Linked DNA regions of Mus musculus: all the other regions are linked to region 5. A link is a contact called in public promoter capture Hi-C and targeted proximity ligation data. All regions are on one chromosome and are shown on one strand. The core of a region is the stretch at or near the end of the contact, and the rest is flanking DNA. Distances in the headings are between cores, read along the strand shown.

Region 1 (3,955 bases), core at 984-3,483, 330 kb before region 5:
TGTCTGTACATTTTCACCCCCCAGGAGAATACTGGTGCCCTGGTACACTGAAGCAGGTCCATACTCACCAGCCTGTGGTGACGTTGACCTCCAACTGTCACACAGCTCCTTCACGTCTTTCAGTTTAGACAGAATGGCATACAGAGGCAACCTGTGCCTAGTTCTCATGGGTTTGTTTTGGTGGGTTTTTATTTTGTTTTGTTTTGTTTGTCACTATGTGGCTTGAGACTCACTCTGTAGACTGGCCTTGACTCATAGAAATCCTCCTGCCTCTGCCTCCTAAATGCTGTGCCACCGTGCCTGGTAGTTTTCAGCCTTTTTACAGAGAATGAACGTATATACAGTCTGTCTGTAGAAAGAAACATTCCGGGCTGGAGAAATGGCTCAGCGGTTAAGAGCACTGACCATTCTTCCAGAATGGCCCCGGGTTCAAATCCCAACAACCACATGGTGCCTCACAACCATCTGTAATGGGATCTGACACCCTCTTCTGGTGTGTCTGAAGACAGCTACAGTGTACTCATAAAAGTAAATAAATAATATTTTGCCAGGCAGTGGTGGCGCACGCCTTTGATCCCAGCACTTGGGAGGCAGAGGCAGGTGGATTTCTAAGTTCGAGGCCAGCCTGGTCTACTGAGTGAGTTTCAGGACAGCCAGGGCTATACTGAGAAACCCTGTCTCGAAAAACCAAAAAAAAAAAAAAAAAAAGAAAGAAAGAAAGAAGAAAAAAAACATTCAACTAGACTTCTCTCCAGTGGTTTCATAAAGCAGCAAACACCTGCTCTAAGGAGAAGACACAGCTGGCAAAAGAGAGACATCCATACAAGCCAGCAGCCTGCACCATGAAGACTGCCAAGACTCAGGATAGAGCCCTAGAAAAGATGACTAGATTATGACCTTTGATAGACAGCCCAAGGCAGCTCAACAGGAAACTAAGCCACAGACCATCTCCCAAAGTTAGTAGGTAACAGCCTAGAGATTTGAGCTAGAGGAAGTGGACGTTGTTATTGGGAACCTGCAAGGACTCCACTGTACTGTGCAGTAATTCCTAATCAGAGGTTAAAACTCCCCTTTCTGGTAGGGTGGTGGTGGTACACAGCTTTAATCCCAGCACTAGGGTGGCAGAGGCAAGCAGATTTCTGTGAGTTCGAGGCCAGTATGCTCTACAGAGTGAGTTCCAGGACAGCCAGAGCTAAAACCAAATACCCCAACCTTGGAGGGGGGTAAGCAAGGAGCCAAAAACAAAAAAAACTAAGACAAACAAACAAAAAAACCCTTGCCTTTCTAGCCAGGCAGTGGTAGCATATGGCTTTGATCCCAGCAGAGGATCTCTGAGTTGGAGGCCAGCCAGCTCTACAGAGCTAGTTCCAGGCCAGCCAGGGCTGTCCAAAAACAAGAGAAACCCTATCTCAAACAAAACAAAACAAAACAAACTCCCAGGGCTGTCTAGAGGTGTAAGTGACAAGTAATACGGATATGTGGAAAAGTTTTTGCTACAGTAAAGTGCTGTCTGTGTAAAAGGCAACTTGTCTCTGAGCAACAGGACTCCCATCAGAAAGCACACACCCAGCAGGGCTGTACACTGCAAGCCAAACGTTAACCCACCTCCTGGCCTCTCATTATCTAAACCTACAAGGCCAGATGTACTAGAAAAACAACTTCGCAGAAGTTTAAAAACAACACAACTGAAGAAGGGCCATACTCCAAGGGCAGGGAATAGGCAAGGACACCCCCAGGGCCAGAACAAGGGGCTAAGGGAGTGAGGGCATGCTAACCCAGCGGGAATCATGGGGTTGTCTCCCTTCCAGAAGCTGATAGAGAGGACAGAGCAGCTTCCCGGGGAGACCCGAGGGATGCGCTGAGGACAGAGGCAGAAGGAAGAGGACCCTGGGGTGAGGTTAAATAATGCTGAGTCTTCCCAAAGGCTCTGGGGAAAAAAAGAGGAAGCGGGAATCAGAGTTCTCCAAAGCTTTGGGGTCGATGGGCAGGGCCCGGGCCTGGACTGGATCCAGAACCTCCGGGTACAGAGAGAGATCCCAACGCAGGGATGCGGAGCGCAGAGTCAGGGACCAGGGCGTGCGGGGGCGGGGTCCTCACCGGCCGCCACATGTCCCCGGCAGTGCTCTCTTCCCGGTTTCGCCGCAGACGTCCCTGGTGCCCAGACGACCCCGCGAAAGAGTAGGCAATGCGCTTGCGCACCGGCCCACACGCGCCACACAGACCTGGGTAGAGTGGAAGGGCCACGCCCCCAAAACGTGACGTGACCGCCTCGGCGTGCAGCGGCCCCTTGAGGTCGCCCGGGGCATAGCCTCATGGGAGACACCAAGTGATGAGTCTTTACCAAGTGTTTTCCTTTGTTTATTGTATGTGAATGTTATGGAGCAATTTTCAAGAGTCGGTTGGTGCTTGCTTTCCACCGTCTGTTTTATTTCTGTTGCCCTGTGCAAGCCAGGCTAAGTTTGCGGGCAATTTTCCTCTTCCCACTCCTATTTCACTCTAGAAGTGCTTTTTACATTGTTCCAGGAACTTGGCTTCCTAGGGTAGCCCTTTTACCCACTCAGCCATATTCCCAGACCCTTGAATTGGCTCTTTAATTTTGTCGGGCTCTCGTTCCTTTCTGAAAAGTGACAGTGTAACTCAAAGCTGACACTTGGTCATTTTCACAACTCTCAGTATTCGCTCGCACAGGCAGTTTGGCAACACCTGTTGAGACAGCCACCAAAGCTAGAGACACCCTCGCTTTCTTGCCAACTATGTCAGTTAGAGTCCAGGTTCTTTTTTGTTTGTTTGTTTGGTTGGTTGGTTGGTTTGTTTTGTTTTGTTTTGTTTTTTCTTTTCTTTTTTTTTCTAAGACAGGGTTTCTCTGTGAAGAGTCCTGGTTCTTTGTCCCCCTACTCTTCACTCTCTGTGATACCCAATCCTTCTGCAAATCCTCCTCTGGAGGGGTCCTTACTACCTGGTTCCTCAGAACTCCCCTGAAGTTCCTGCTTCCCTAGCCACGGGTGCTCTTCTCAGCAACTGTCCTAATGTTGACCATTGGGTTCTTTGAGGTCACCTGAGCCTCCCCCCACCCACCCACTGGAACTGGCAAGCTGCCTTCTGGTTGAACATGGCTCTAAGCAGGCTCTAAGATAATGTCATGTCCCCAATTGGCTTTGGAGTGCCTGGAAGGTGGCAGAGTGGCTGTATGAGGGGGTCACAAAAGTCTGTGAGCCAGACGATGTCAGGCAATGGCCTCCTTCCAGTTCATTCATTCTGGACGTCCTTGCAAGCCTAGGAAGTACGTGTAGCTGAGATGTCTGGGCGCAACTGGAAAGCAATGTGTCAGGGACAAAATGGATTCAGGGTGCACAGAGCCCAGGATGAAAAGGCAGAAATGGGTGTTCCGAGACTGGGCTACTTATAAAGCACAGGGGAGAGAGATTGTGGCAATTAGGTCCAGATATACAGTAGGGAACAGATCAAAGTCCTCAGCCCTGTGAGGTCACACCCGAACCAGGGAGACCTAGCTGGGAGCTACCAGGAACCTGTTGGAAAGTCAGGGCAACCAAGTAGCCCAGCAACTCCAGAATACTTATTTAGCCCAAACCTTTCCAAACATTATATCATACAGTCTTGGCCAGCAGCCTGTCCCTGAGCGTCTGCAGCAGTTGGAAGCCTGTGTATTTTTGGGTGACATATGTCAGGATATATACATAAAGTAACTCAAAAATACAGAGGCTCAGAGACCAGGAAGTCTCAAACCTCACAGTGCAAGTGATAGGACTAGCCATGAAACTAAAAGCCAGACTTGGAGTTTGTGTGGTGGAGAATTAGTGAAGAGACCCCAAGGTAGAGACTTCCAGAGTGGGCAGAGGGTGTTTGCAGATAAAGTTTGCACTGTGGAGAGAGGTCAGGATTTCCTAAGCTCCAGTTGGCACAGCAGGGAGAAAGGGGTGGCGGTAATTGGGAAAGA
Region 2 (3,808 bases), core at 1,054-3,553, 330 kb after region 5:
CGTAGCTGCACAAGCCTCAGCGGCCCCACTTCTCTGGGATCCTGGCTCTCTAGCCACCTCAGAGCTGTCTCTAGTCCCCAGACAGCTTCCCCAGCAGTAGGTACCAACACTCCTCCTTGTTCGGTGGCCTCCTCCTCCTCCTCTCCAGCCCCGATGCTAGAGGGCAGGCTAGCTGGGGATGGAGGAGCAGCGGGGGCCACCTCTTCTCTGCAGCCTTCCGGAAGGCCTCCATCATCATCCAGGTGTAGCCACTGGGCCACCTCTTCAGGTGCCAGGCGCTTGTAAGCCAGAGCTGCCAGATGTGTGAGGTCACTGAGCACCCTGCTGTGTTCGGCAGTCTCCTCTACCTGGTGAGCTGGCTGCTGCCCAGGCTCAAAGGCTGCTCGCAGACCCAGCAGCCAGCAGCGCTCTATGCTGCCTGCCTGGACCAAGTCCCAAGAGAGGCCAGCCAGGTACAGCATGTCCTTGAGAACGAAGCTTCTCATGAAGTCCAGAGGGGAGCCACTGGCACAAGACACAGCAAGCCGCAGGAGCTCGCGTTTGTACAAATGCTTGAAGGCTGCCACCACGCCGTGCTCCAACGGTGCAGGGATGTGTGCTCGGCTGGTGCCCTTGGATAAGAAGAGCACTCGAACTGCACCATCAGGTGTTTGAAGTTCCTCTGGGGACCCAAGGAGCTCAGGCTGGCACTGCCTGGGAGTCTCCTCGCTCTCCTCCAGGGGAGGCATGCTAGTGGCCCAACTCGGACAGGGTGGATGGGCCACCAGCAGCACAGCCTTCTGTTGCAGGCAGCTTCGGCGCAGGTAGCGCTTGACGCCAGGGACAAATTCCTCGAAGAACCAGCCCCGAAGAAGCGGGCGACTGAGCCAGGCATCCGGACTGTAGCGGTAGGAGGCCGGGAACTTGTCCTGGTTGTGGTGACGCAGGCTGGGTGGGTCCGGTAGCTGCCCGATGACTAGTGGTTTCAGCTTGTGGCTGCCCGTCAGGTTGGCGGCCAGCAGTACTGTCACTCGGTCACTGCGCCAGCGTCGGCTGCACCCACCAGGCTCTTTGGAGTCCCCAGTGCCCGGAGTTGAGGCCTGCTCCGGAAGTAACCTCCAATAGAGACCAGTAACGTTAGCATTGTAGATCTGCTCGTCGCCATAGCCGCCCTCGGAGTGGGGTAGAGTGGCTGGCGCGCCGTCAGGTACGAGAACTGCGCCTGGTGACTGCGCCGGCTCCTCTTTGACAGGCGCGGGGCCTGCGACCGGGGACTCAGCCTCACCATAGATGCGCTGGCTAGAGATGCCATGGCGCTTCTGCCAGCGCCAGAACCAGCCGTGGCTAGCCTTGAAGGTACACTCGGGGCCGTAGATCTGGCGAGCAAAGGCCTCAGCCTGCGCTTGGATAACTGGCCCGGATAGCGGCACACCGTGCTGGCGCAAGGTGAGGAACCACGAGTAGACGGCGCGGTCGATCTCCTCCTCGTTGGCCAGACGCATCTTCTTGCGCTGCGTGCCCACTTCTCCACCCAGCTGGTCCAAAAACCAGCGCAGCTTGGGCTCGTCCTTGAGCCAGCCGCGCAGAGTGCCGCCTGGCACGCCGAAGTCGCGGCACACGCTGGCCTGCCGCTCACCGCCCTTGACGCGCTCGATGGCTTGCAGCTTGTCTTTGATTGAGTAGGCCTTGCGGAAAGTCATCTTCACGGCCACCCGGGGCCGCGGCCCGGGCGCTGGGGGCGGCGGCGGGCGCGCCGTGGAACCCGGGCCGGGCGCCGGCGATCGCGGCGGCTCAGCAAGGCACCGTGGCTGGGGAAGACGAGCGCGATGCGGGACCGGGTGCAGGGCTGGGCCGGCCGGAGGGCTCGCGGGGTACATGGCGTCGGCGCCAGGGACCACCCGGGAAAGCGAGCCTGACACCCCGCGCGGGCCGCTCGGGGCGGGGCTCGGGGGCGGGGCTGCCCGGGTCCCTCCCTTTTGTCTCGCCAGCCTTGCCTGCCCCGGCCCGCAAGGCCCGCCCACTTCGCCTCGTGGCGCCTGCGCACAGTCTGGCCTTGGGCGCGTCACTAGCGCGTGCGCACATCAGCTTCATTACGTCCCGCCCTCGTCGGACGGATCCACTCTTCGAGCTGAGGAGGGGTTCGGCGTGTTGGGAGATCCGGTTCTCCGCTCCTAGCGACAACTCTTGAGGTGAAGCGCGGCTCTCAAGGTAGCTCTTCCTTTGCTTCTACCATGGTGGTTCCTGCATGCATCGTGATGCACGCTCTGAGGGCAAGACAGCGCGTGCCCAGGGTTGGACCCCCCGCCGTGCCTTTCGTGGTCTATGCCGCTGCGTTTTCCGGGAGCTGCGCGGGCGCCCTCCCTCTCCTTTGCAGTCCTGAGCTCGCAGTTCCAGGTTTTGGTTGCTGCGTCCTTGGCTGGCGTGTGAGTACCGGGGGCCCCGCCTCAAGGAGCGCACGTGCGGCGGAGGCCTGGAGTGCCCGGGCCCCGCGCCGTTAGGGTTGCCTCCCGTGGGACAGTGCGGGCTGCGGGCGGGCGTCTGGGCCTGTGTGGAGGCGGGCCGCTGGCCACATGGTTGCCAGATTCCGGAGCGCTGCTTCAGGCTGGCTGCGCGGTGGCTCCGCACATCCCAGCACGGCACGGCCTTGAGTGACACGGTTGCCTGCGGTCGGGCTGGCTCCGGAATTTTGGGGGCCCAGCTCTTGCTAACGCCCTAGGTCTTTGCGGTTAAGCACCAAGGGCGTACCTAACTCTAGGCATAGAGGGAGGTTGCTTCGGGTGCTGACTGGTGGAACTCGTACGGTCCACGAACACAGGGTAGAAAAAAGGGCGTGGTGGTGTCGATTTGCTCAAAAGTAACAGGACTAGCTCTACTTACTGATTTGAATAAGGTGATCTGGGCAGCTTTCTTTGGAAAGGGGCGTTGAAGGGTACGGTCGCCCCTTTTCTAATACATGAGCACTCTCTCCGGGCATCATGGTTTTCTAGAGTGAACGGCTACCCTGCAGCAAAAAGAACTTGGTGAAGCTATAATGTTGGGATGCTACTCCCAAGGATGCTTCTGAATTGGCCCTGTCACTCGGGGATGGATAACTGGGTCTTATCTCAGGCGGATTCTCATGGATGAAGCAAAGGATGGATGTGACAGGACTACCGAGTGCCCCCTAAGCCAATCCCGTGGGGCAACAGAGTCAAGAGGAAGAAGTCAAAGGGACAAGGAGTCCCCTTCCCAGGCTCTGTGATGGCCAGTACATCATGAACCTTCTCTCGGACTGTGGGAGGAGAACTCAGCAAACAGTTGGAGAGTTGGCAGAGGGAGCCATTTAGACTTGGTTGCCTGGGATTTGCTCTGCATGGCTTTCTGCCCTCTCAGGAGAAGGCTGCTGCAGGGTCGTCCTCCGGGCTTATCTTTTGGATAGGTGAGGCTCCGTGGCATAGTACAGATGAGGCAAAAGTGCTTGAGAGGGCTTGATAGCAAGAGTGACACTTGGGGGATGCAGGTAGGAGATGCTGGCATTAAACATTTCTTCTGAGCCAGGGGTCTAAGATGCTGTGTGCCTATTGAATGTTGGAGTCATTGAAACATGTGAAATCCGGGTGCTGGAACGTGCTTTGGTCTCCAGTTCCACACATCACTTGACTCAGCAGACTTGGGTGGTTCTACCAATCAGAGTTTTCATTCTCCTTCCTGTGTCTAAGATGACACACAACCAATGCCCCCAAGGTATGGTCCAGATATTATCAGGTGTAAAGGAAGAGCTGAGAAAGCAAGTCGTCTAGCAGAGTCCCAAGACCTGTGTGTCAGGTCAAGGTACCGTCTGCTGGAACAG
Region 3 (4,051 bases), core at 542-3,041, 350 kb after region 5:
TACCCTGTATGAGGTAGAGACTGGAGGATGCTTAGAGACCTGGAGGCCAGGTCTGCTTTGATATGTTAAGTAGGCATCTCCTCTGCTTGCCCTGGATTGAAACTTAACACCCAGCAGGTGGGAAGGTAGCCACTGGGCTGGGCTTAATGGAACCTCTGCGCCACAAGAAGGAGGGAGGGTTTATCTTTATCTGTGTTTTGAGGATGTTGTTATGAAAGCCCTCACCTACTACTAGAAGCAGATAGGGAGGTTCTGAGATGGGGTGTCAGAGTCTAATCATAGCCCCAGGCGCTTGTATCTGCTAAGGGCAATGTGCCTATGTCAGGCGTCCCAAGCCAGCCATCCCTGCCTGATCTATCATCTGTTATAGGCCTTGGGGGTGGGGGTGGGAGGTCTCAGTTTCTGACCCAGTAACCGAGGAAGGAGGAGGAGATTTAAAAAGCTGAGGATCCAAGGAGCTGCCTCAGCGAGGGCTGGAGCTGTCTGGGTACAGCAAGCTAGGTAAGACTCAGGAAGAATTGCTCCAGAGACAGTTGGAGTGTCTTAGGCACCCTACCATTGTTGTGAAGAGACGCCATGACCATGGCGACCAACTCTTGGCAAAGAAAGCATTTAATTGGAGGCTTTCCTATGGTTTCAGAGGTTAGTCCATGATCAATGATCATCATGGTGGGGACATACATGCAGGCACGGTAATGGTGACAGAGGGGAGAGTTCTACATTCTGAAAGAGACCCTAGCCTTGGCATGTGCTTTTGAAACCTCAAAGCCCACCCCTGTGACACACTTCCTTCAAGAAGGCCACACCTCCGGATCCTAATCTTAGAATAACACCGCTCCCTGGTGACTAAGCATTCAAATGCATGCGCCTTTGGGAGCCATTCTTATTCAAACCACCACATGGTTTGGTTCATGGCTTGGTGGGAGGCAGAGTTGGGGCTTGGGTAGCCCGAGGTATAGGAGCTGAAGAGCGTGAATGCCCACTGCTTGGAATACTTCCCCATGCACTTCCGCCTGGAGCAGTCTGTCAGACTAGTTCATCTAGCTTCCCTGGCTTAGCGCTGGGCAGTGCCTATAGTGTGGTTGGGTGGAGAGCGGGGATTTAGGGTAGAGGTTGGGCCAGCCCTGGGGAGCATGAACCTGGAAAGGAAGACAACCGGGCGAACAGTATACATACACACTGCCTACGCAGACACAGGGAAGACAGTCTCAGAGAAGGAGGGGCTGGACAGACAGGGCATGAGACATACCACCTCGGGACTGGCAAGGATGCAGAGGAGCCCGCATCAACAATAGTGGGCACTTGCAAATGTATTTAGGAGGCATCACCAGCCTCACCTCATTTGCTCCACACCCCAAGTGTTTCAAGTTCAGGGAGAATGACAGTACCTGACCACGCCCGTTCCTAGGATATTTGGCTATGTGGTCTAGCCCAGCCCCTGACCCTACTGGGGCTTCCTCAGAAGGATCTAAAACTGCCCTGGACCCCTCCCCCAGGCAAGAGGGGGATGGGCAGTTGGGTTAAAGACCTTTCTCTCCTCCACGATAGTCCATGATCTCCATGGACACTGGTGGGCAGGGCCAGACTATGCAGTGGCCATGTCCCACTTGGCTCCAGCAGCCTGGGCAGACACCCTTCACAAGTCCATGCTAGGATATCTCTGTGATTGAACAGCCAATCACTGGCACATGCTCAGACTCGCATGTACCTACGTCTATGCCCACGCCACCACGCCTGTCTGTAGGCCCGCCTGTGGGCCCGCCCGGGGCCTGATTCTAGGTCAGGTCTGGACACAACTTCACTGGAAGAGTGGTGGCAGGTGCCGCTGGTAGGAACACTATGGCTGGGGGTGTGTGGGGTCGGGGCCGGGACGGCCGGGACGGCCCTGTGGGCTCCCTAACTCTGACAGCTCTAGCGGAAGGAATCCGGGCTAGCCAGGGGCAGCCTGTGGGACCCTCTTCTACAGGCCCTCAGTCTGATCCCCAGGAGCTTGGGCCCGAGCCTGAGCCCTATATTCAAACACTCACCCCTGCCTTTGAGGCCCAGCCTGGGAATGAAGTGGTTGCCCCCACAGCTGGTAGTGAGATCTATTCCCCACACAATGCCCAGGAGCCAGCCCCCGAGAGACCGTACCAGGTGAGTAAGAGGGCAGATGCTGGATGATGCAAAGTTTGGCTGTTCACTTGGGCACTAGAAAGACAAGAAGTACGGGGGGGGGGGGGGCATTGAGGAGTCCTGAGGGTAAACGGATGGAAAAGATCATACGGGAGGAAGGTTTGTCGCCATCTGAGGGATGGGAAGACTGGAGGACTAGGGAGGATAGTTGAGATCGGCTTGGGGACTTCAGAAACTCCACGTTTCATTCTTCCATCATAGGCTTCCCAGTATTCCTGGGAGGAAGGAACCCTTGCAGACCTTGCGTTGTATACAGCTGCCTGTCTGGAGGAGGCTGGCTATGCCGGGACCCAGGCAACAGCGCTCACTCTGTCCTCAGCCCTGGAAGCCCGGGGGCAGCGGCTGGAGGACCAGGTTAGCATCCCCATCCAGAGAATCCTGCAAGCCTCCCTTCAACCTCGACCACACTCCCCCTAAAGGCTGCTCTGAGTGTAGGGAGGTGCGGTGCTGGCAAGAGTTTCCTTTTGAGGTCCTGGGGCTCTAACTACTGACGTTTGTTCCTTTTACCCAGGTCCACGGTCTGGTGCGTGGGCTGCTGGCACAGGTCCCTAGCCTGGCAGAGGGGAGACCCCGGAGGGCAGCCCTACGGGTGCTGAGCGCACTGGCTCTGGAGCATGCGCAGGACGTGGTGTGTGCGCTGCTACCCAGTTCGCTACCCCCGGACCGGTAACCCTCCCCGCCCAGCCGCGCTGCGCTGCCCCACGCGGCTTCCTTCCCCCTTCCCGCTTGATAGCTTGGTCATAGGATCTGGTTCCTGCAGCACCGGGCAGTAAGGGAATAGGGCCCCGGAAATCCCTTCCCCTAGACTTTTGCTGGTGTTACACCACCATACCTGGGTTTAGTTTAACTCTGACACTCTCCTCTCTCTCTCTCTCTTCTCCTTTCCCTCCATCCCCTGCTTTTTACCTGAAGATGTGGGCGGCATAAGTAAGCACGGTGGCTTGATCACCTAGAAGCCTCTGGCTCTTCGGGTCATTTACCCCAATATTTATTTTTGGTTAATTCTTTACAATAATTTTAAAAATTAAAAAAAATAATGTTAGGTCTGTTTCCCAGTAGCTGACACAACGGGGCTCACAGTGTAGTCCAGAGGGCTGCTGATCTCTGGGGCTGGCTCTGTTGTCGTCTGCGTTTGTCTTCTCTGGGATATGGGATGGTGGAAGGGTAAAGGATGGTTTGCTTCTGGAGCCTTTTCCTAGAGGTCGCCGTGGTGGGCTTTCCTGAGGATTCTTTGCAACTCCTCTTCACTACATGGCCCCTCACCCCTAGGGCAGCCTCTGAGCTGTGGCGAAGCCTAAGCCGGAATCAGCGAGTAAACGGGCAGGTGTTGGTGCAACTGCTGTGGGCACTGAAGGGTGTGGCGGCTCCCGAGTCTGAGGCCCTGGCAGTAAGTGGCTTCAGCAAGAGCCATCAGGGGGCGTGGCCTACACATAGGGGCGTGGTCTGGCCACAAGCAGCCAAAGAGTAACCACTTACGGTAGGACTAGCTCCAGAGTTACACTTGTCTGGGATATCCTGTACACATCCAAAAATTGTCAGAATTCCAAGGGTGGGCTCACTTGATCTACAGGCCACTCGCGCTCTTGGAGAGATGTTGGCCGTCTCTGGCTGCGTGGGAGCCACTCGAGGCTTCTACCCTCACCTGCTGTTAGCACTGGTCACACAGCTGCATGAGCTGGCTCAAGGTGCTCATTCCCCCGACAGCCCTAAGGTTTGGGAGCCTTCCCACCGAGGGCCACCTCACAGCCACGCCAGGTGAGAGAAGGTACCCTGGGATACGTGAGTGGTGGGACAGGCCTCCCTTGCCCTCACTGCCCACTGCACAACTGTTCGCACCTCCAGCTGCACAGTGGAGGCCTTAAAGGCCCTGCTCACA
Region 4 (3,836 bases), core at 969-3,468, 470 kb before region 5:
GTATCTGATATGGAGTTGGTAGTTAATAGAGGAGAAATGCACAAAAGATAAGTTTCTAGGTCTGGCTTGAGACAATGTCTCACTGTATAGCCCAGGCTTGTCTTGAATTTGTAGCAATCCTCCTGCCTCTTCTGGGATTACATGCTGTGCCATCACACTTGGCAGGAACAATTCCTAGGAAGCACTTAGCACTGTGCAGAGTGGACAGGAGACATGGGGGAAACAAAGTGTTGAGCAGAACATACATAGTGCAGCTGTGTCAATGACCTGTCTGTTAAAAGAAATAGCTCATGCTCTGCAGGGCCCAACACTGATACTTTAGGTCTCCCAAATGACAATGACTCAGAAATCCTTCCTCAGAAGTCTAGTAAGGGCTAGGCATGGAGTTGTACACCTTCAATTCCAGCACAGAGGAAGGCAAGAGGGAGGTAGATCTATGAGTCCGAAGCGCACCTAGTCTATTTATAGTCTGTTTATCCTTACAGTGACATCCTAGCCAAAAAAAAAAAAAAAAAAAAAAAAAAGGAAGGAAAGAAAAGAGAAGAAGAAAAGGGGCTGGGAGACGCCTTTCTGTATAGCTCTTACTGAACATGAGGACCTGATTTCAGACCACAGAACCTATGTAAAAGCAGGATACAGGTGACACAGCTCTGTAGCCAGCACTGGAGTCAACAGAAGACTCCCTGAACCTTACTGGCTGGCTAGCCCACTATTGAGTTCTAGTAGATTTGCATGTTTGCTTGTAAAATGGGGGTGGGAGGGTGGGGTGGAGAAATGGTTCAGCAGTTATGAGCATTTACCGATCTTGCAAAAGACCCCAGCCTGGTTTCCAGAACCAACATGGTATGTCACAGCCACATGGAACTGATGCAGGTGCCCCCTTTTGACCTGAAGCTTTCACATGCACATGGTGTATTTTCCTACGACTAGGGAAAGTAAATATTTTCTAAAGTGAAGTAAATCCCAGACCTCTCTTCCCACCAGACTGACAACAGAGGATTCCTCCAGAGCCAGTAGCCTAACATCCTGACCCTCCACGTAGATGTGCCTTTGGAGTTAAAGAAGTCTAACACAGCTTAGTGAGTGCCAGGCTCTGGGGTTTTTTTTTTGTTTTTGTTTTTTAAAGGATCCTGTGAACAGATGGTGTGCAGCATCTGAGACCAAGGCCCTGAGTTTGAACTCCAGAGATAGCGGATTTCTAGGGTATAACTAGGCAGAGAAATCCCTGAGGAAGAGCAACTCTCACCCTCTGTGGTCCTTGTCTCCTATTCGGGTACCTCCTCTTCACTGAGAAACCATGTCTTAAATTCACGAGATTCATAACGATCCAAGCCAAAACTGCTAAAGCGTTCCAGCTGAGAAGCCACATACAAAAGATCCTGAGCCTGAATGATTCTTGCTATCCTGGGTCAGTAGACTTCCTGTGGGCAAAACACCTTACCCTCAGAACTATGCTACAGTCCTCAGCCCACAACAGAATGGAAAACCAGGGCCTAGGCCTTACGCAAAGCCGCAGCAAGGGACAAGACTGGGGACCAGAAAGACTGATGAAGCCCAGGGTTTGCTTGCTTCTAACATCTCCTACGAGTCCTTAAGGCACGCGTCCCTGGGGAACCCCGCGTGACTGTCCTTGATCTGGCTCTAGCTTAAGATAATAGGACTGCCTAACTGACAGGACAAGCCAACCAAACACCTGTCATAAGAGGAACCGGTGGCAGCCCGCCTGGCCTCCAAGCAAGGATTGCTTCTGGGTGATGCTACTGCACACAGGACACAGCGGTCTCTGCGGCATACAGACGCGCACGCTCGGATCCTTGGAGAAAACAAAAAGCCCGGAACATCAACTGACCCGGGCGAGCCTGGAGCCACAGGCCGAGACCGGCCTCGCCCGCCCCTAGGTCTCCCTTCGCTTGCGGCCCATCCCCGCGCGCCGGCGGCACCTCCCGAGAATCCGCCTCAGCCGTGGTCTTCAAGCGCCAGTCCCCGTCGAACCTGCCGTCCAAGTGCCCTGACCACTAACGGCTGCTTGACTCTCAGCTCGACTCGAATCCCAGCCCCGCGGCCCCCGCTCATCCGCCTCCCCGACTACCAAGGCCTGCAACCCTTCCTCGCCCAGCAAGCCTCGCCCAGCTCCGCGCAGCGCCGGGGCGCGCTGTGATGACGCAACAACTCATAGGCCCGCCCCCTCCCCGGGGGGCTCAGAGCATCTGCAGCACCGCCCGGCGGCCGCTCTCATTGGCTAAGGACAGGACTTTACGGTGGCGGCGGGAGATTTCCCCTAAACTCACGTTCGGGCTGCCATGGAGCGGCTCGCGACCGTTCGCGCGCGGCTACAGGAGTGGGAACGCGCTTTTGCACGGCTGCACGGGCGACGGCCAGCGAAGGTGAGGTGGAGTTAGGGTCCGGACAGGGGCGGCAAGTGGGGGATCCTGGCGCAGCCTGTTGCTGACAAGCTTCTCTCCTAGGGGGATGTGGAGGCGGCACCTGAAGAGACCCGCGGTGAGCACTGGGCTGGTGGACCAGGGACAGGGCGAATGTTAGTGGGTATGCCCCTGACCGCCGACTTCTGCCTTCCCAGCGCTCTACCGTGAGTACCGTAACCTAAAGCAGGCGGTGCGTCAGGCTGACGACAGACATCGTGTCCTAGAGCAATCACTTGCCGAGGCAGCTGAGGAGGTATCAGTGAATCCCACTCTCAGCGGTCTGTGGTCCAAATGGCAGGAACCGAGAGCATTTTGCAGCCGTGCCTCCATGGAGCACAGAAGTTGGGTGGCCAGGTCCTCCCATGGGGGTTAGGGGAAGCTTTAGAGGCACTTCTGTGCCCATGCCATCTTTTAAACTGGTCTAGGTTGCTACTATCTACTGCAGGCACAGGAGCCAAGCTGCTGGGGTCCCCACCTGAGTCGAGCTGCAACGCAGAATACGCAGTCTATGCCAAAACAGAGCCTACTGAGTTCTGTACAAGACTATGGGAAGAGGCTCAAAGCCAATCTGAAAAACACAACACAGGTAAGACGTGGAGGTGAACCCAGAACTGCCTTTGGCCCTTGGGTGGTTTGCCAGGGTCCTTCTATGTCCACCCTTCCTTATAGCACGCACGTACGCTCCTGTAATAACTGGGACTAGGTTCCTAACGGTGCTCAGGCATCTCCACTCTTATTGTCTGTCCCAAACTTCTGCAGTAACCCAGGTCCTGAATTCCGATTTGCTGTTCTGTCTTTCTAGACTGGACCAACCCAGAGCAGAAAACTCCAGCTTCAGAAGAGATCCTTGTCCACAGTTCCTGCCCCAAGGCCACCAGGCTCAAAGACTGAATCCCCCTGTCCAGACGAAGCTGACGATGCACTTCCTCGGGTTCCTGAGCCCCGGCCGAGGCTGGGCCAGCTCCAGCAGCTCCGATCATCCCTCAGCCGGAGGTTGACTTCCCTAGACCCTGGTTGGTTAGAGAGGTGTCACAACAGAGTTTCAGATCTTCTAGAGGTTCCGGGTGCTTGTGGGCTTGACCTGAGTGCAGAGGAGTCACAGCCTCAGATGTCAGGCAAGGTGAACATCGCTGATCCTGACATCCAGTCAGAAGTATCTGTACAGAGCCCAGAGGCCATAGCCCAACAGCCAGCCCAGGTTTTGTCACAGAGCCCCAAATCCATCAACAGTAAAGGCAGGAAGCGGAAGTGGAATGAGAAGGGGGAGGACTTTGCACAAGACCAGCCCAGCAGCGGAGCAGGACCCCTGTCTGAGGGAGCCAGGGCTACAGTACATGGGCAAGACCCTCCAGGAGAACCCACACAAGTGAATGTCCCTCAGCCATGCAATTCCTCAAACCAGGCCAGGACAGA
Region 5 (4,399 bases), core at 314-2,813:
ATAGGGCCTCAGAAGGAGCTTGGACAACTCAGAGGTCGTTTAAGGTTTTAGCTCCATGTTAAAGATCTCACTAAGGGCTGGGTGAGGGAAATTACGGAGAAGGGATAGCCCCATGTGGCTCTGTGGGGAAGGCTAGGTCATTTGAAGTTAGAGATGGTCCAGGGATACTGGTTTAGGCAAGAGCTGAGACCTGGGAGGTTGGAGCCAAATAAACACCCAGGTGTGTTGTATGAAAAGGGATTAGAGGGATAGGAACTGGGGACAATTAGACTTTAGCTTTCACTGTCATTGGCTCCTGGGATTTGTAGCAGCCGCTGGTCCCCTGTCACCTCTGTGGAGGAGCCACAGTGGGGGTGGCAGAGAAGGAAAAAGGGTAGCATGGTCCTTCAAGAAGTCTTGGAGGCTCTCGATTGTGGGGGAGGTCATGGAGATTCAAGGACTACAGGGTTAGACATATAGACTGGGCAAAACCCCATGATCCTTTGGAAGAACAGCAGAGGTCGAGCTGGCCTGACTGGAAGGTGTGGGTAGAGAGCAGCAGCTCTGGAGATGAAAGAAACAAGCAAGCTATGGGGGCGGACAGGAAAGTGACTTCTCAAGGCACAGCCTCCAATCTGGGCATGCTTGTCCACACCTATATCTCCACCATTCAGGACTGAGAATGACAGAAGAATCCTTTCTAGTTCAAAACCAGTCCGGCCTGCACACTGAGTTTCAGGCAGTCTGGGCTACCGAGTGATACCCGGTATCAATAATAATAATAATAATAATAATAATAATAATAATAATGGCAAAGCTTAGGTGTGAGGCGAGGCCCTCTGGGTCCTGTCTGTGATTCCGGCTCCCCTTCTGTGGAAGGATGAACAGCAGAAAGGCATGTCAGCACAGTGGCTACATCGCGGGCAATGGTGATGAGCAAGGAGCATAGAAAGAAGGACTAGGCAGATGTGGGCTGAAGGGAATCACAAGGGAAAAGCTGTGTTATGATCTGAGCATTAGGCTTTTAAACAGTCACCTTTGTTTGTTTATGCGTGCACCCGCCATGCTGTGGCACACACATGGAAGACAGACAACTTGCAGGAATCAGTTCTCTATCATATGAGACCCAGGGACCAGAAAATTCGTCTCTGGGTTTGAGATTTTGGGGGGCGAAGGGTGGAACTGCTCACCCTTAGCATTTAGAAGCAAGGCTGATTATCCTCTGGGTTTGACGGTTTCTAAGAGCCGGACCCAGCCAGGGGCCAGCCTCTAAGATCAGCGCTGCTCATGTCTGGGACCCAGGGCACAGAAGCCTAGAGATTCTTGGGGTGGGGGGTTGACAGTGTGACTGTATCTCAAGCATCCCATAGGAAGGGTGATTAGCCACAAAGAGAAGCCAAAGAAGAAGAGAAAGTCTAGGAGACATCTGGTCTACCCCACTAGCTAAGAGGCTAGTGGGTGGTTCGGCAGAAAGGTCCTTAGAAGTTCCTTGTGGACTGAGGATTAAGGCTAGAGCAGGAGAGGAAGTTCCTGAACTACTTACAGCCTCTGGCTTAGCTCCTCCCTCTTTCCTGTCCCCAGTCAGTTTCACTTTTGTTTTCCTACCTTAGGCCTTCTGCCTGGGAAGGACAGCAGGCATAACTGACTGGCCTGAGACACTGGCCTGAGACAGCAGGGGTGAGTGTAAATATGGGGTGCTGGGGAGCAGCTGAGAGCGTGGGAGAGAGGACTGGACAGGGGAAGTGAGTGGTCCTCTTCTCCTCCCATGTGTTGCCGCCCAGGACTCTGATGGCAGAGGTGGAGGCAGGGGCAGCCTTGGAGCTCCGGGGACTGCCCCCAGAAATACCAGATGAGCTCATTACTCTGTACTTTGAAAACCACCGTCGCTCGGGTGGAGGACTTCTATTGAGCTGGCAGAGACTTGGCTGTGGGGGTGTCCTCATCTTTCAAGATCCTGCAGGTGAGGAGGTTGAATCAAGAGGTTGCCTGGGTGCCCTGAAGCGTTGCCATCTCTGACACTTTCATCTCTGCTCACAGATGCAAAGAGGGTCTTAGCCCAGGCAGAGCACCGACTACATGGTGTCCGACTGAGCCTGAGGCCAGCCCCACCGCGTGCCCCAGAACGTGTGCTTCTCCAACACCTGCCACCTGGCACTTCACCTCTGAGTCTGGAGCAACATGTTCAGGCCTTGCTGGGTGCTGCAGGACACCCCGTGCAGACTTGCCATGCCCTGGCCAGTCCTCGGCAGGACTGTGCCCTGGTCCAGTTATCCACGCCCCTTTCTGAGGCAGGTAAGAGGCACGTGAGAGGCAGGGCTGGTGGGGGGGGCGGCATAGCTTCTAGTTAAGGAGGGTGCCCGAGTTGATTCATATACTGCCCACAGAGGTCAGTGCCCTGGCAGAACAGGCCCGGAATCTGCCCCTGAATGGAGCCACTGTGTCCTTGGCCTGGGTGCCCCAGACCCGAGCAGTACGTGTGGTGGACAGTGCTTCTCCTGTGGACCTGTTATTGTTGGAGCTCTACCTGGAAAATGAGCGTCGCAGTGGTGGCGGACCCCTGGAGGGTCTGCGCAGCCTGCCTGGGCAGCTAGGCACTGTTATTTCCTTTCAGCAATGGCAGGGTAAGTGGTGTCTGAAATTAGGAGGACCCTTCCTCTACGCTAGAGACTCAGTGTGCTTTCTGTCTTCTCTCTCCCTCCAGTGGCTGAACGGGTGCTGAAGCAGAAACACTGGCTACAGGGCATTGAGTTGAGCCTTGTCCCTCACTATGATGTCTTAGAGCCAGAAGCGCTCGCTGAGGGCGTCAGTGGCAGGGACCATTCAGCTACTCAAGAATCTGGAGTCATTGGTCATGCGCCTACAGGAACTGGAGGACTGGCCGGGGCTCTGACCATGGCTGTGGGCTCTGGGGAGGCACCACAACAATTAGGAACCCTTCTAAGGGCAGGTCCTGTAGGAGCTCCAGGACAAGCCCTGCCAGTTGACTCGGGATCAATTAGGATCCAGGGGAGTATGGGGTCTACAAGCCCAGTCGATCCAGTAGAGAGCTCTACAGAGCTCCCAGAGCAAGTAGGACCCATGGCCTCAGACTCAGTGGGTGTTCAGGAGCAGGAGGGCCTGGGGGAAGTTGCCACAGGGCAAGAGGGGCTAATGGGTCTAGTGGGGACAGCCATGGAGTCTGTAGAGACTGGGCTGGAGAGCCCTGGGTATGGGGAGATGCAGAAGCAAGAGGGCCTGGTGGAAATGGTGATGTCAGTGGAACCAGGAGCTGTGCGCTACCTGCAGCTTTATTATGAGGACCTCCTCGCCAGCCTAGAAGATGTTGCCCTTTTCCCACTTGAAGGAACGGATGTGACTGGCTTTCGGGTGAGTGACCCCCCCTCAGGATCCCCTCAACTTTGCCTCTTCTCTTACTGGGACCCAGGTACCTTTCCTGTGCTCTGAACCCATAAGCTGCCCTCCTTCTGGTCCCGCAGCTGTGTGGAGCCAGGGCCCCCTGCCAGGCAGCCCAAGAGTTGCTTCAGAGTCTGCTGGGCAGCATTAGCTGTCACACGCTGAACATGAAGCACCCGGGCAGTGCCAGGTTCCTGCTGGGTGTGGAGGGGCAGCACCTTCTTCACAGACTGGAGGCTCAGTTCCAGTGTGTCTTCGGGACAGAACATCTGGCCAGCGCCACCCTGGACATAGACCCTGAAAGGGTAAGATGGAGTTCTACCTTTGTCCTTTTTTTTTTTTTCACGTGCCAGACCTAGATGTCTCCTCCTCTGCTGTGACCCTGACATCCTCTTCCCACAGACAGATCCCACTGAGGCCCTCCAAGTCCTCCATGGCCACATTACAGGCATCGATCAGGAGAGCTTGAGACTGGGTAGGACTCCTAGGGAGCCCGAGTACGTCCTGCGGTCTTTTCTTAACAATCCCCTCCCTGCCCTGCCCTGCCCTATCACTTGTTCAGTGACGCCCTTTTGGCCTACCTTGTACCCACGGATATGATCTCCATCTTTTTATATCTATTCCAATTCACCCTATTGTTTATCATCAGCTTCCTGGCTGGGCCCAGCCTTTGACCCAGTGGCCTCCCTTTGTCTTTAGAGGACGTCCGAGAGCTACTGGCTACCCTGGAGAGCCCACATGGAGGGGAGGACAGGGTGCCTCTGGAGATGGAGAAGGAGAAACCTGGAGGACCAGGAGAGACTGTTGTAGAGCAGCAGGAGGAAATCCCCACACTTGAGGCTGAGGAGGAGCCTGTGGCCCTTAGCACCGGGGCACGTGGGCAGTTAGAAGAAGAAGCCACACTTCAACTGGCTATCCACCGGTCCTTGGAGTCTCAAAGCCAGGTGGCAGATCAGCAGGAGGCTAATGCACTAAGGCGAGCCATGGCCCTTTCCCTGTTAGAAGCAGAAGAGGCCCTGGATGAGGA
Region 6 (4,349 bases), core at 1,745-4,244, 400 kb after region 5:
AATAGGTCTCCCTCTCCCCTGAGCTGCTGGCTGGTGCTGGCTTCTCTCAGAATTCTGAAGGTTGAAGAGTTGCAGAAGTCTGAGTCTTAGGGTTTCCACTGCTGTGAAAAGACACCATGACTAAGGCAACTCCTATAAAGGACAACATTTAATTGGGGCTGGCTTACACAGTATTATCATGGCAGAAAGTATGGCAGTGTCCAGGCAGGCATGGTACTAGAGGAGCTGAGAGTCCTATTGTCTTCACCCAAAGGAAGCCAGGGGCAGACTGTTTCCTGGCAACAAGGAGGAAGGTCTTAAAGCCCTCCCCCACAGTGACTCACTTCTTCTAACAAGGTCACACCTACACCAGCAAGGCCTCACCTCCTAGTAGTGCCACTCCCTGGGCCAAGCATATTCAAACTATCACATTCCACTCCCTGACCCCCATAGGCTAGGTCAAACACTTGAGTCTATGGGGGCCACACCTAGCCATAGTATAGTGCAAAATACATTTAGTCTTACTTCAAAAGTCCCATAGCCTAGTCTCAGCAATGTTAAAAGTCCAAAGTTCAAAGTCTCTTCTAAGATTCATCTAAACACTTAACTGTAATCTCTTATAAATCAAGATCAAAAAGCAGATCACATACTTCCAAAGTCACAGGATATACATTACCATTCCAAAACATCAGAGTGAGGAAATCCTGAACAAAAGCAAGACCAAATGCCAGCTGGAAACTCCAAACTCTGCATCTCCATGTCTGATTTCAATTCATTTATGCTTAATTGACAATTCTCTTTGGTGGGTTCCACTCCCTATTAGCAGATTTCCTTACCAGGTATCACATAACTCTGGCCTCTGGAATATTTTAGGGTCTCCAAAGCAACTTCAATGTTTATAGTTTCTTGTTTCAATGTCTGGGATCCACACGATTTTCGGGGTTCCTCCAAAGGGACCTGTCATTTCTCCAGCTCTGCCTTCTGTAGCACTCTAGGCTCTGGTTGACTCCATTCCACTGCTGCTGCTGTTCCTGGTGGTCATCCCATGGTGCGGTGCTGGCATCTCTAATACGCTGGGATTTCTCACTGCAATTAGGCGTCGTCAATAGCCTCTCATAGGCTCCCTTTAAGGTACCTGACCTTAACTTCTTTGCATGATCCCTCAGGCCTGGGCCATCAACTGCAACTCAAGCTGCACTTTCACCAATGGCCTTCCCTGGCATCTCACAGTGCCAAGCTAAGCTGCTCTCCATAACACTTTACGCCTTCAAAACTAGTACCACTTGGGTGATTCTTATACATTACCAAGTCTGGCTTCCAGCATGAGGTACATCCCCGGCTATTTCTAGAACACAGCTTCTTTCTGCTTTTAGAAAATACTTCCCAGAAGATTTCACCTCAGTGATGCTGGTCTCTTCATAATCACCACTAATTTCTTAGCTCCAGCTAAACAGCATCAATTGCCCCAGTAGTCCCTTCTATTCTTGACTCTAAAGCCAGAGCCACATGCCCGAAGCTGCTGAGTTCTGCTGCTTGCTGGAGCTGGGACATGGGCACCTTGTCTTATGACATTATCACCAACCTTTTGTTTTTCAACTCCTTCAGTGCCTAACTTGGCTGTCCTGGAACTTTCTCTGTAGATTATGCTGGCCTTGAACTCAGAGATCCTCCTGCCTTTGCCTCCAGAGCACCTGCCTGTCTCTAGAATGCTAGGATTAAATGTGTGTCCCATCACTGCCCGGCCTGCCCGGCTATCTACCCTCACTTCTTCTTTTTTTTTTTTTAAAGATTTATTTATTTATTATATGTAAGTAAGTACACTGTAGCTGTCTTCAGACACTACAGAAGAGGGAGTCAGATCTTGTTACAGATGGTTGTGAGCCACCATGTGGTTGCTGGGATTTGAACTCCGGACCTTCGGAAGAGCAGTCGGGTGCTCTTACCCACTGAGCCATCTCACCAGCCCCTACCCTCACTTCTTAATGCTTGTCTTACAGGTATTCACTATCAAACCCAGCTTCTAGAACTTCTTTTTCAGGCGTAACAGTAGACTATGCAGATGTAGCTCACTGGTAGAGGCTTGGCCGGACTTGAGGCCTTAGGGCTCCAAAGATACTGCACATTCCTACATAGTGGCACACTCTTAATTGCAGCACTTGGGTGGCAGAGGCAGGCAGATTTCTGAGAGTTCCAGGCCAGCCTGGTCTACATAGGGAATTCCAGGACAGACAGAGGTACATAGCGAGATTCTGTCTCTAACAAAACAAATCACTGGATAATATCCCATTTCCATGTAAACAGTCATTCGGGTTAGCTATTATAAATAATGACATACAAATATGTTAGAATCGGTGTTTTCTACGCGTTGGTTATACACCTAGACGTGGGACTGTCTGATCACGTGGTAACTACCGTGAGTTTTTTTTTTTTTTCAGTATTTTCTAGAGGTTGCAGCCTTTCCTACTAAATGCCCTCAAGAATTTTCTTAACACCTGTAATCATCCGAAAAAAAAAATTGCCTCCGATTCCTTTTCGCTGTTCTCGTGCTGCTGCGGCAGCAAAGGCGTTAAAATGGCATCCCTTTGATTCCAGGTCCGGAGGCAGAGGAAAGAGAACTTCCGTAAGTTCGAGGCCAGCCTAGTCTACATAGCGAGTTCCCCAGTTATGTTTCTCTCCAGCCAGAAATACATCCTGTCTCAAACAAATAAATTGATAAAAGGAATTCCTGGGTCTAGGGGAAACTGTTAGCAACCTATCTCCTCCAAGTCTTCCGAGGAACCCCCAGCGGTGGAAATGATGCGCAGGAATTGGTGCAGAAGCCAGATTGCGGGCCACTTCCGGGCGCTTCAAGATGACGGATTTTTCTCGTTCTGCGCATGCGTCCTTCCAGGGTTGCCGGGGCGACGGTGCCTTCCAACCCCGTGTCCACGCATAGTGAAGTTCGGCGTTCTCTCCTCCCCGCCTGCGGGGACCAGTCGCGCGGCGATGACGTCGAGGGGGTCTGGCTAGGCGTCGCGGACTCCGGAGATGGAGGAAAAGGAGCAGCTGCGGCGGCAGATACGCCTCCTGCAGGGTGAGCTGGCTGCGGTCGGGCCGTGTGTTCCCTTGTTTCTTGTGATCGCCGTAGACCCTCTCCGAAGCGAGTGCTGTCGGTTGCGGTCTCCCGATGGTCGTCATGGGTGGGCATCGGAGCGGCCGAGTCGGGTTCGGCCCTCGCGTGACAGACCCGCCAGGCTTCGGGGCGAGGGAGCGGGCCGGGCCTCCAAGGGGCTGTCAGGAGATGATAGCACGGTGGTCTTACCAGCGAGTGGTCGCGGCAGCCGACTTCCAGGTTCGGCTGGCTCGGAAGCGTTTCTCTTCCGCTGCCGTTGAGTGCCTTTGGCTCGATTCAGGCACAGCCCCCACGTACTCAGGGCTGACTACCCAGGCACCAGCTTCAGCTTCAAATGTTTAGACTCAAGTTGGTCTTTATAAGCGTTCATATCGTTTTCAAAGTTTCCCCCACAAAAGCATGTCCTAAGGAGAGTCCAAGTGGCCTTCCTATTTGAGACTACTTCGTGCGTTTCCCTAACACCCGACCGGAGGTGTCTGGCAGGATTCGAGGGTCGAGGCAGGCCCTGTGTGTGTGTGTGTTTGGTTATTGGGGATCCAGCGAGCCTGCTGGCGTTCCTTCACTCTTCTTCCAGGGCTCCATGAGTCACTTCATTGGAAAATCCTTGTGGTGGTGGTATCAGGTGTTTTTCTGTAGGAGATGATGTTAGTTAGCTGTTGGGTCATCATTGTGTTTTTGTTTTTTTGTTTTTTATTTCTGTCTGTCACGTACTGGGTTAGAGAAGCGTCAGTTCTGAGAAGACAGTTATGCACTATGGTGCAGTCCTGCAATTTTCCCCGTGAGTGGGTAAACTACAGGGCCTCAGTGGAAGACTTGTCCAGTTCTTACCCAGGCACCACAGGTTTCTGGTCCCTGACTGTTTTTTTTTGTTTTTTTGTTTTTTTTTTTGGTTTTTTTTGTTTTTTGTTTTTTGTTTTTTTTGTTTTTTTTTTTTTGGTATAGGGAGTGACACTTGCTCTCAGAACATTGTAGATCTCATAGGCCAGGGGGTAGAAGCAGTCATACCACAAAAGCTGCCATCTTCAGGATAAGCAAGCCAAATACTAATAGTGATGGAGAAGTGCTCACAGAATTGACAAGCCTAGAGATTTGGACTGAACTTTACATGGTTTCCAGTCACTTAGGACTGCTCTCAAGTCAGCAAGGCGAGCAGGTCTGGAGTATTAGGGTAGGGGTAGTAGTCTTGATTGGTGCTGTTTTTATTCACATCTCCTAGGTAACTGAGCGTGTGATTCTGCCTTCTCAGGTCTAATTGATG
Region 7 (4,274 bases), core at 1,231-3,730, 360 kb before region 5:
GAGTTCCAGGCCAGTCCCTGTAGCCAGCACAGTCTAGGCTAACTGAGATATGTCTGGGGAAAAAAAAACAACCAACCAACCAAACAAACAAACAAACCAACCACACAAAGCTCTCCCTGCCTGTATGACCACTCTCACCCCAGAGCTGCAGGTGTTAAGAGCTCCCTCTGGTAGTTTCGGGAATTCTTGAACCTTCTACTGTTTACTTCTGGAGTCTTTTTTTTTTTTTAATTTATTTATTTATTATATGTAAGTACACTGTAGCTGTCTTCAGACACACCCGAAGAGGGGTTCAGATCTCATTATGGGTGGTTGTGAGCCACCATGTGGTTGCTGGGATTTGAACTCAGGACCTTCAGAAGAGCAGTCAGTGCTCTTAACCACTGAGCCATCTCTCCAGCCCTACTTCTGGAGTCTTAAGAACCTGTCTCCAGGAGGAATGTTGATCAATTTCTTCATAACTCAGAGTCTCACTGGGTCACCAGACTGGCCTCAAATGTGCATAGTCCTTGAGAGTGCTGGGGGTTTACATGTGACGTATGATGTCACAGGTCTATTTATTTATTTATTTATTTATTTATTTATGGTATTTTTCAAGACAGGGTTTCTCTGTATAGCTCTGGCTGTCCTGGAACTCACTTTGTAGACCAGGCTGGCCTTGAACTCAGAAATCTGCCTGCCTCTGCCTCCCAAGTGCTGGGATCAAAGGCATGCACCACCATGCCCGGCTTTTTTGTTTGTTTGATGTCACAGATTTTTTTTTTTTAAGATTTATTTATTTATTTATTATATGTAAGTACACTGTAGCTGTCTTCAGACACTCCAGAAGAGGGAGTCAGATCTCGTTACAGATGGTTGTGGATGGTTGTGAGCTACCATGTGGTTGCTGGGATTTGAACTCCGGACCTTTGGAAGAGCAGTCAGATGCTCTTACCCACTGAGCCATCTCACCAGCCCGATGTCACAGATTTTAAGAGTATTGTTTTTCAAGATTTTTTTTTTTGAGACAGGATTTCTCTGTGTAGCCCAGAAAGATTTTTATTTTAAAAATTATGTAGGACTGGTGAGACATTACTCAGCAGTTAAGAGCACTGGCTGCTCTTCTGAAGATCGTGCATTCAAATCCCAGCGACCAGGTGGTGGCTCACAACCATCCGTAATGAGGTCTGACTCCATCTTCTGGTGCGTCTGAAGACAGCTACAGAGTACTTACATATAATAATAAGTAAATCTCTGGGGCTGGAGTAAGCAGAGGTTCTGGGTTCAATTCCCAGCAACCACATGATGGTTCACAACTATCTGTACAGCTATAGTGTATCATATACATAAAATAAATATTTAAAAAATTATGTATATATGTGCCAGCATGTCTGGGCAGCTTTCGTCCCAGGGCTTGGGAGGTAGACTCTGAATTCGAGGCTAGTTGGGTCTACAGAGTTTCAGGACAGCCAGGGCTATGTAGTTGAGACCTCATCTCAAAAATCAAGAAAAAGAAAAAAAAATAATTTCTTTTGCTTGCTTGTTTTTGTTTTTTGTTTTTGTTTTTGTTTTTTTTTAAGAAAAGTTTTCTCTGTATAACCATGGCTGTCCTGGAACTCACTTTGTAGACCAGGCTGGCCTCAAACTCAGAAATCTGCCTGCCTCTGCCTCTGCCTCCCAAGTGTTGGGATTAAAGGCTTACACCACCACTGCCCAGCCAACAAAATACTTTTTAAAAGAGATCTTTTTTTTTAAATTTTATTTTATTTTTATTAGGTATTTTCCTCGTTTACATTTTCAATGCTATCCCAAAAGTCCGCCATACCCACCCCCCCAATCCACTACCCACCCACTCTCCCGTTTTGGCCCTGGGGTTCCCCTGTACTGGGGCATATAAAGTTTGCAAGTCCAATGGGCCTCTCTTTGCAGTGATGGCCAACTAGGCCACCTTTTGATACATATGCAGCTAGAGTCAATTAAAAAGAGATCTTTAGTGTGATACAGGGGTGATCTACCACATCACCTCATCTACAGAGTGGGGTGGCGATATTGCATGTTTCTGTATCCTTTTCCAAGCCTATATACCCTTGTTTTATTTTCTGGGATTTAGCTAATGAGGCAAGTCTTGAAGGGTACAGAACAGAAGGAAGCAGAGGTCCAGCACCCTCCAGCTCTGTGACGAGGCTCATCAGTCCTTTTTTTTTTTCTTTCTTTCTTTCTTGTTTTTTTTTTTCGAGACGGGGTTTCTCTGTGTAGCCCTGGCTGTCCTGGAACTCACTCTGTAGACCAGGCTGGCCTTGAACTCAGAAATATGCCTGCCTCTCTCAAGTGCTGGGATAAAAGGCATGTGCCACCACGCTTGCTCGTCAGTTCTTATCAAGCTAGGCCACTAGGGGCCGCTCTTCGCTCGCAGCCACGGCGCGCAGGCGCAGATGCGAAGCGGCCCGGAACCCTGCTTCTCAACCACCTGGTCCTCTTAGAAGGCGGTCCGGGCAGGAAGCGCAGGCGCAGTACTTCGGAACCCGGTGGCTGGGTTGGCGCGCGCGGCCGGACCGAGTCCGCTGCCGTCCCTGTCCCCCGAGTCGGCGGCTCCGGCGTGACAGTGGCGGCGACATGTACGCGGTGTACAAGCAGGCGCACCCGCCCACCGGGCTGGAGTTTACCATGTACTGCAACTTCTTCAACAACAGTGAGCGCAACCTCGTGGTGGCCGGCACCTCGCAGCTCTATGTGTACCGCCTGAACCGCGACGCCGAGGTAGGCCGTGTCGAGGCAGTGCCGCAGTCATTCGGCAGGTTCCCCAGTGCAGGAGCTGAGGTTTGCCAAGGGTCTTTGGGCCCCAGAGCCAGTTCATCGCTGCCTCGTTGTTTGGCCTCATCCTACCCTGCCCGGACACCTCTGCCCGCGGTCTACTGCTTGTTCTTTGGAGATCGATTTTCAGGAGATTGTTGCACACCTTCCACGAGCTTAGCAGCAAAGACAAGCCAGTGAACCCTTGAGGGCGATGATTCTTTAGGAAGTCAATACTGCCACACACAGACGGCCACAGTGTCTCTCTAGGAGTAAGACCCAATGAAGGAGACTGGGTGTTTCTGTACAAAACAACCAGAGCTCTTTCTGAGATTGAGCAGATTTGTTGTGGAAGAACGTTTCTTCCTAAAGGAGCAAGGCTGGATGTTTCTCGGGGACAGACTATTGTCAGTAGATGTAGTAATGTGGAATGAATTCATCAGTACATTGATAACGGGGGTGTTTTGGTTGCTAGAGAGACAGCAAGCGGTTCAGGAAGCCCTCCCCCCCTCCCCCCAAAAAAAAGGCAATTTCCGTGGCTCTTTAATCCCAGTTCGATCCATTAATCCCAGGTGGAAGCAGACAGATTTCTGGGTGTTCCAGTTTAAACTATTTCCAAGCCATCTAGGGCTACATAGTGAACCTCTTGTCTAAAAACAAAGCAAAAAAGCCAAGAAGGCAGATGCTTTTTTTAAAAAATTAGACTTATTCATATTCATTTGTGTTTGCTTGTATATATGTATGTACACCATATGCATTCTTGGTGTCCATGGAGGTCAGCATTATGGATAGTTGTGCCATCAAGTGGGTCCTCTGTAAGAGCAACAAGTGCTTTTGATGGCTGTGCATTACTGCCAACATGCAGTTTACTGGGGTGGCAGAACTGGACAGGGAAATCTCACCTTCATAGAAGATGTGTTTTAAATAGACAAGGAAGTGTGGGGGAAGTATGTGGGAGTTAGGCAAAGGGGTTTCAAGGAAAGTTAAGTTTTTGTGGTAGAGGCTAAGGGAAGGAGGAAGGAAGGGAAAGAACGGGTAAGAAGTAACAGGGCAGGGCCTCCACAACACACTCTCCAAGCAGGAAGTTTTGGCAATGAAATAATCTTACCCAACTTATGTTGGAGAGAGGTCCAAGAAAGATGGTCAAGAAGTGGCTGTAGCCATTAGGCAAGATGGTGGCCTGGACCAGTGCAGCTATGACAGTTCAGGATTGATAGAGGTGGAGTTTGAAAGGAGCTCAAGGTAATGCCAAGAATCTGTCACTGTTCTGGGCAACAGGTCTGGATTTGGTCTTAGCAGTTACAGGGATGCTGTCACTATTCCCTGAGGTGGAGATGGCTGTTGGGGGTATAGAAGTGAGGTGACAGGAGCAGACAGTCACCTAAGAGTTGGGAGAAATGTGGCTGGGAGGATAACATTTTGGAAGTGGGCCCTGTGGCTCTACTCTTGAGTCTTAAATGACTGTGACAAAGTGGTGCAGGGACAGAGGCATTGGGGATGGTTGA

What was found. Promoter capture Hi-C pulls out the DNA fragments that hold promoters and counts their contacts.
Region 1: a contact with region 5 is called in a promoter capture Hi-C map of pre-B cells. A contact is called at or near these places in 3 of 39 promoter capture datasets (cranial neural crest, liver and pre-B cells), 3 of 130 datasets of targeted methods (effector CD8 T cells, memory CD8 T cells and pancreatic cancer cells) and 2 of 9 other capture datasets (adipose tissue and liver).
Region 2: a contact with region 5 is called in a targeted proximity ligation map of effector CD8 T cells, with 10 read pairs. A contact is called at or near these places in 6 of 39 promoter capture datasets (the SN4741 cell line, cranial neural crest, erythroid cells and 3 more) and 5 of 130 datasets of targeted methods (bone marrow-derived macrophages, effector CD8 T cells, extraembryonic endoderm stem cells and 2 more).
Region 3: a contact with region 5 is called in a targeted proximity ligation map of pancreatic cancer cells. A contact is called at or near these places in 3 of 39 promoter capture datasets (the SN4741 cell line, erythroid cells and hippocampal neurons) and 2 of 130 datasets of targeted methods (bone marrow-derived macrophages and pancreatic cancer cells).
Region 4: a targeted proximity ligation map of pancreatic cancer cells shows a contact between it and region 5. A contact is called at or near these places in 4 of 39 promoter capture datasets (the C10 cell line, the HPC-7 cell line, liver and 1 more), 1 of 484 Hi-C or Micro-C datasets (embryonic stem cells), 2 of 130 datasets of targeted methods (memory CD8 T cells and pancreatic cancer cells) and 1 of 9 other capture datasets (liver).
Region 6: a contact with region 5 is called in a targeted proximity ligation map of pancreatic cancer cells. A contact is called at or near these places in 8 of 39 promoter capture datasets (cranial neural crest, embryonic stem cells, fetal liver and 4 more) and 1 of 130 datasets of targeted methods (pancreatic cancer cells).
Region 7: a contact with region 5 is called in a targeted proximity ligation map of pancreatic cancer cells. A contact is called at or near these places in 5 of 39 promoter capture datasets (the SN4741 cell line, cranial neural crest, embryonic stem cells and 2 more), 2 of 130 datasets of targeted methods (effector CD8 T cells and pancreatic cancer cells) and 3 of 9 other capture datasets (adipose tissue, liver and pancreatic islet).

Annotation. Positions count from the first base shown.
Region 1 is chr15:76,574,637-76,578,591 of GRCm38.p6, reverse strand. Adck5 (aarF domain containing kinase 5) reads right to left here and starts at 2,233. Exons shown (of 15, transcript NM_172960.3): 1 at 2,098-2,233. The coding sequence starts at 2,109.
Region 2 is chr15:75,907,839-75,911,646 of GRCm38.p6, reverse strand. Eef1d (eukaryotic translation elongation factor 1 delta (guanine nucleotide exchange protein)) reads left to right here and starts at 2,303. Exons shown (of 10, transcript NM_029663.2): 1 at 2,303-2,402. It overlaps Tigd5 (tigger transposable element derived 5), which reads right to left and starts at 1,912. Exons shown (of 1, transcript NM_178646.4): 1 at 1-1,912. The coding sequence starts at 1,856.
Region 3 is chr15:75,886,512-75,890,562 of GRCm38.p6, reverse strand. Mroh6 (maestro heat-like repeat family member 6) reads left to right here and starts at 1,791. Exons shown (of 14, transcript NM_001282443.2): 1 at 1,791-2,136; 2 at 2,377-2,529; 3 at 2,687-2,841; 4 at 3,445-3,562; 5 at 3,746-3,930; 6 at 4,018-4,051. The coding sequence starts at 1,840.
Region 4 is chr15:76,708,941-76,712,776 of GRCm38.p6, reverse strand. It overlaps Recql4 (RecQ protein-like 4), which reads left to right and starts at 2,218. Exons shown (of 22, transcript NM_058214.3): 1 at 2,218-2,384; 2 at 2,466-2,499; 3 at 2,579-2,676; 4 at 2,869-3,009; 5 at 3,226-3,836. The coding sequence starts at 2,301. Lrrc14 (leucine rich repeat containing 14) reads right to left here and starts at 2,136. Exons shown (of 4, transcript NM_001358891.1): 1 at 1,850-2,136.
Region 5 is chr15:76,240,604-76,245,002 of GRCm38.p6, reverse strand. Parp10 (poly (ADP-ribose) polymerase family, member 10) reads left to right here and starts at 1,563. Exons shown (of 11, transcript NM_001163575.1): 1 at 1,563-1,656; 2 at 1,761-1,939; 3 at 2,017-2,271; 4 at 2,364-2,600; 5 at 2,681-3,345; 6 at 3,456-3,677; 7 at 3,775-3,847; 8 at 4,072-4,399. The coding sequence starts at 1,768.
Region 6 is chr15:75,840,553-75,844,901 of GRCm38.p6, reverse strand. It overlaps Zc3h3 (zinc finger CCCH type containing 3), which reads left to right and starts at 2,994. Exons shown (of 12, transcript NM_172121.1): 1 at 2,994-3,052; 2 at 4,338-4,349. The coding sequence starts at 3,007. It overlaps Gm34851 (a long non-coding RNA gene), which reads right to left and starts at 1,397. Exons shown (of 2, transcript XR_384203.2): 1 at 816-1,397; 2 at 1-101.
Region 7 is chr15:76,605,797-76,610,070 of GRCm38.p6, reverse strand. It overlaps Cpsf1 (cleavage and polyadenylation specific factor 1), which reads left to right and starts at 2,480. Exons shown (of 37, transcript NM_053193.2): 1 at 2,480-2,736. The coding sequence starts at 2,593.